Linked DNA regions of Zea mays: region 1 is linked to region 2. Evidence: chromatin contacts called from public Hi-C data. All regions are on one chromosome and are shown on one strand. Each heading gives the region's core, a stretch centred on a gene start, on an enhancer-like site or on the middle of the called end of the contact. The rest is flanking DNA. Distances are from core to core; before and after follow the strand shown.

Region 1 (2,892 bases), core at 311-2,810, 640 kb after region 2:
CAAAATAGTAAAAACGAAGTGACTCGTTCTAGAAATAGTAACTTGATTAATCCCGAGTTCCCAACACATACAGGTTTTTGAACTCAAACAGAGCATGAAAGATAAAAACTTGCATCTCTCAAGTGTGGCCACCACCATCAGGTATTATCTCTCAAGTCTGTACACCTAATTTTACTAGGTAAATATTACTCATGGGTAATCAGGTTTGTATTGTGCTTCCCCATACCCACCATACCCAATGGGAAAAGAATTTCCCCCAAATATGTACCCACGGGGATTAAAATCTCCCCATACCCTAACTCTAAAAAAACTCGGGGGTAAGACCGCTCCACTGAATTATATTAAGAAGAAGACCTTGTCACGTAGGTCGAGAAAACCTCAGAAGTCAGAACCCCTGCCCCACCCATACACCACGACATCATAGCCCATGTGAGAACAACCGGGACCAGGCTTTAGACCTGTTCTTTGGCGTGAGACAGACGAGGGAATTTTTTAACCACAACCTAAAATTCGCTCCCACGGAGAGTCGAATCCAAGATCTGAGGAGTGCTATTTAGACCACCTAACCAACTTGGCTAGAGGCCCTTTCGCACCATACCCTAACTCTAATAGAGAAATTTCCCATGGTTAACGGATAATGAGTCCCAAATGACACCTTTAAGCTAGATAGGTTGGATGTGGAGAGCAAACACTGTCGGCTGCTGAGGTGTTGCCTCTTTGTGACGTCAGCCCATTTGCAGCACGTGAGACAGGCAGTGGTAGACCGCATACAAGGGATGAGTATAAACTCCGATGGCATACAAGAGATTTTTCCAAACAGAAATGGATAGTGGGTGGATTAGATTAGATGAGTCTAACCCTAACTCTCATCCTTGGCTGTGATACCATGTTACTAACCTTAAAAGAGTGGAAGAACCATGCTGCCACAGTGTGTGTGTATATATATATATATATATATATAGCGCCTAATGGGCCTGTAGTAGATGTATACTTGTCAACTCTTTGGTGTAAAATTCAATTGATTATGATGTGTTTGCAGAAATTGTAACCCAGGGGGTGTCATTTCTCAATAGTTTATCTTCTCTGGTTCTCTTCTGTATCTTAATTTTTTAAAGGAACTAGTGAGTGCTAAACATAATTCTTGCTTGGGCTATACAGCTGTTTCAAGAGCCAATCCTTTATAATATATACTGTCACTTATCCCTTTTCATTTTCTTTATCGTTGATAATGTATTTATTCCCTATGGTTACCCACAGAAAATGAACCTTAAAACTAATGCCAAGGTTGATGCCATGCAATACTTGACACTGGTGGTATAATGCAAACATGCTACACACATACGTGTTGCTTAACCATCTGTTTATTTTATTTCCGCTCACAGGGAGAGCCAATATGCAGTTTCTACAATCGCTACGGCATGTGCAAGTTCGGTCCAAATTGCAAATTCGATCACCCAATGGGAAATGCCATGTACGGCCAGGCTCCATCGCCAGCTAGCGAGGCCCCAGCTCCTCGGCGCATGCTGGCACATGTACCGCCGTCGCACCCAGAAGCATCGCCTGATGGTGGTTCCGGAAGGTCTAGGAGGATTGCCCACTCTGATTCCCAGCAAATACCCTCTGGTGAAAGGAGCGCTGAGAGAGAGGCGTCCTAGGCCATCCTCGGTGTCTTCGTTCCCCATTCTTGACTGGAGTAACCATCTGCAACCAACAACATTCGAGGATCCGAAGCTGTACAGGTCTTTTGCCCCACCTCTGAGCTTTACATACCGGAGCTTGCTTCAACGTGTATTGCATTCAGGCAGGAAAAAGTTCTTGCCTGTTCGGGATGCTCATTTGCTCCCCCACTGAAACGGGAACAAACCTACCTTATTTAAAACATATGTATGGATGGAACCTACTCACCTCTGGACATTCAAACCCATTCGAGTCATGTGCACTGGTCCCGGTGCTGTAGTTATAGAGCTGTCTTTGCATGGACAAAGCTGTTGCGAAACTGACTGGGGATGCGCAAGCATAACCTCTTTTGTTAATTATTGTCTCGTTTTTTTTTTCTCGGCATTTATCTCTTTTTCATAAGGGCAGCCCCGCACTCTGAAAGTGTGCGTTTTGAAGATTGGGAAAATAATAGGTTGCCATCGTATGCTCTGTATTACCCACCATGCTTTAAACTCAGTTATTTGAGAGTCGTTTTTATCTTGGTGGTCCTGACAGGGACTGTTTATTTTAGCTTATAGATTATATAATCTGGATTATAATCTAAATTATATAATTCAGATTATAATTTAGATAGATTATAATTTATATGTAGTTGTTTGATAGTCTAGATTATACAAATATAGATCATTCACAAAGATAACAATACACTTTTTGTTTATTTAGGTAAGGAGAGAAGGATGACATATATTGTAATTTATATTTACATAACCAAATAACCATGAATAGTGAGTCTTTTGCCAAAAATAATCTCAAATAAGCTACTCTTGAGGAGATTATAAGATTATTATAATCTGGGCTTTAGATTATATAATCTGAACCCATAATCTAGGTGTTTGTTTACTTGTTGGATTATTTGCGCTGGATTATATAATATGAAGAGATTATAATCCGAAACAAACATGACCTTATGTTTCTACATCGTGTACAAAGTGCCCACCTTGGTGCTTATCTACGTTTAAAATGCAAGATGACATGATGCTAATGATAGTGATGGTACAAAGTGCCAATAATGTTGAGCGAAGTTTACACCCATTTCTACCAAGAGACAAGTCTCTGTGAGCCATTATATCCAACTTCCTTATTATTAAGCTGTCTCCACCCATTCTCTCTATAATCTCTCTCTATACACTGTAATTCGGTTATTTATCTTTTTATATTTTTTTAAAAAAATTG
Region 2 (2,831 bases), core at 290-2,789:
AATGCATGGCCATATTTGCGAGGGGCTACTGTTTCAAATGTGTCACTGAAAATGAAACTGAATAGTGCTATGCTAAAACTAAGGCGAGGGCCTTCTTATGTTGACAATTTCAGTCAAATGCTCCTAGTCAGATTGAATGTTTGTGTGGACATAAACATTGTATTGCAAAAAGTATACATATTGCAATTTTCAACATGCTATTACAGACTCATAGACAAGTCGAATATAACAAACATAATAGATGAAGTCTTACTAAAACAACATTACATAAAGTCAAGGGTTCTTGCTTACAAAGCCTTACATAAAGTGTGACCTAATCACACCTAAATTAACAACAAGTCTGACTTAGACAAATCTTACATTAGTTATTACTAAATAACAACAACTAACATCAACTCTCACTTTGAAATGCTTCACATGGTACGATCCCACCATTCTTCGAAATCCCAACCCATATCCTCAGAATGATGTGGCATGCTAGGAACTTCAAGGTTCTCCCAAAAATCTTGAGCCTAAAAAATCATTTCCCACAAACTCTTCGACTCAAAATCATAATTGTTTTCGTTGTATCCTTCTTCGGCGCAGTCATCTAAAGTGTAACCATCTTCAATGTAACCTTCTTTGGTGCGAGGATCTATTGACTCAAAGACCACCGAAGAAGTGATTGTGCCTAAATCTCGTTGGCAAACTAAAGTAGCTTTCTCAAGCATTTTACATATATGGTCAAGATGATTCACAACATTTTTTTGCCTTCAGACCTTGCACTTTATCAGGCATGGAGCACAACCTTGACACGTCGTGTAAGAGAGAAGTTTGACGCCTCATCTCTTGTATGACATAGCACAGAGAGTTCTTAATGTTCACATGAGTAAGGTAATCAACGCTATGCTGCAACAAAATGCAATGTCACTATGTTAGTTACTGATCTACAATAAATGACAACATATTGCACACTCAATCCTCCCACAACAGCTACAAAAGAGATATGTTTGCTACATGATGTTCAAGCAGTCCTAAGCCTAGTGGATTGGAGAATATTATTATAGAATACTTGACATGGCGATGCATCGAGTTCTTCGACGCCAACAACATGTACCTGGAAGACCTGAGCAACAAGGACACGCGACTACCTCACCACCAGCGTGGGCATGCTCGGGCGCGGGATCCGACATGGAGACGACGACTAGGGTTCACCAGCAATGGGAAAAGAGGGAAGAGAAACTAGGCCACGAGAAGAGAAAGGATTGACGCCGCAACACTCTACGTCAAGTGAATAACAACTGAAAAGGTTTAAGAAAGGAAAGATAATGACGCAACTGATGGTATATTTCTATTATGGCAAAAAGAAGATATGTTTCCTTTCTATTTTAACAATTGACACCTTTTATCTTATTTTTGTGAAACCCAACGTGTGGATTTCCATAATATTCAATCTGTTCTTTTTTATCTATTGTTATTTAGTTTAAAAATATTCATCCCGTTCTTTTTTATCTATCGTTATTTAGTTTAAAAATGAAGACGACAAATATTCGATAAAAAAAAGGAAATCTGCGCGCCGCGCGATCCCGGGGCCACGCCCACGCGCAACTCCATTACTCCGCTCGCAGCCAGATCTGAGTCCTCACTCTGTCTCTTCCTCAGTCCCGGCATCAGCGCTCAAACCCTAACACGCCACGCGATCCCGATGCGCAGGTGAGCTGCTCGCTCGCTCCCACCGGCTATTCCTCCAATTTTTTCTCGACTTCTCTTCAGATCATTTGATTTGGTATGGTCTGGTCGGACCGCGCAGGGGTCTGGGCAGCGAGGCATCGTTGCGCCGGCGGCGCGGGCCGGCGCGGCTTTGGGTGGCAGTGGCGGCGCTGGTGGTCGGCACCGTGTGCCTCTTCTCCTCCTCTTCGGTCGGCCTGTTGGGCGCCTCTTACAGGGTCCAGGTGCGCTCGCCTCGCCCGCGCCTGCTTTCTGGTTTGTACCTCTCCGTTTCCCGTCTGCTGTATGCACTGCCTGGCGTGGGAGTGAAGGCAGGGAAGGCGTTGATGTGGTTGTCCCGTTCCTGTTTGCTCGTAAGCAATTTGGGAGCTCTTTACACTGGTTAAGTTAGATGCATGCTACATTGTGTTTGGAAGCTGCTTGGAGCCTCATTAATGAATGCAGATTAGCACATTGGACACAACAAATCTGCATCCCTAGTGAAGATCAAATCAGATGGAAGTTGCATTAATTTGTAGACAGCGTATTGTTAATAATTTTGTCTAAGTCTTGTTTTTAAATATATCAAACAATGTATTTGCTGCAGTAAACTAGAACAAGTTGGCGGTTTCAGTGCAAATTGTGCATTTCTCTAGGCGCTGCACAAAACATGGGCAATATTGTGTAAACCTTGATCGATATTCGGATGAGGACATTTCAGCTGGTTGTTTTCATAGATTAAATTTCTTATAAAATAATGAGGCATGGGACCTAAAACTGCAATGCATTTAGTACTTAATGTGATTTGGCATGATGAAGTTGTGCAGAAAGCACATGCATTTTAGTTGGTAAGGGTGGATCGCCTTCTCTGTGGAAATGGTTAGTTATACTTCGGCCAGAACATGATGGCAAAAGACTCCCTAAGTAGTGTCACATTAAAAATATTATACTCAACAGATCGGGAATAATGTAATAGATAAATGGCCTATTTTCATACACTGAGATTTTTGGCACTTCAGTTCCTTTTCAATTAAAATTCATCTGACGTAAGCTTTGTTGAATGTGTGGAATTGGACTGTAGTACCGAAATTAAATGTATATTCACTACTTGGATTTTCTATCAGTTATTTTTTGTACTGACATCA

The links. A called contact is a pair of places that touch in the nucleus more often than the background predicts.
Region 1: a contact with region 2 is called in a Hi-C map of endosperm, with 2.2 times the contacts expected there. The contact joins the enhancer-like site here to the promoter of LOC100284741 in region 2. A contact is called at or near these places in 2 of 25 Hi-C or Micro-C datasets (endosperm and tassel).

Annotation. Positions count from the first base shown.
Region 1 is chr4:21,907,326-21,910,217 of Zm-B73-REFERENCE-NAM-5.0, forward strand. LOC100273243 (Zinc finger CCCH domain-containing protein 33) reads left to right here. Exons shown (of 7, transcript NM_001147685.1): 7 at 1,383-2,049. The coding sequence ends at 1,655. Among protein-coding and RNA genes, the nearest start is that of LOC100273243, 20 kb to the left of the region's middle. Within about 2 kb of position 1,561, at least 9 of the 20 cell types and tissues checked have an H3K27ac peak or open chromatin away from gene starts, as enhancers often do. A contact at or near this core is called in endosperm, where this site is marked.
Region 2 is chr4:21,271,428-21,274,258 of Zm-B73-REFERENCE-NAM-5.0, forward strand. LOC100284741 (O-fucosyltransferase -like) reads left to right here and starts at 1,540. Exons shown (of 9, transcript NR_182110.1): 1 at 1,540-1,692; 2 at 1,790-1,931.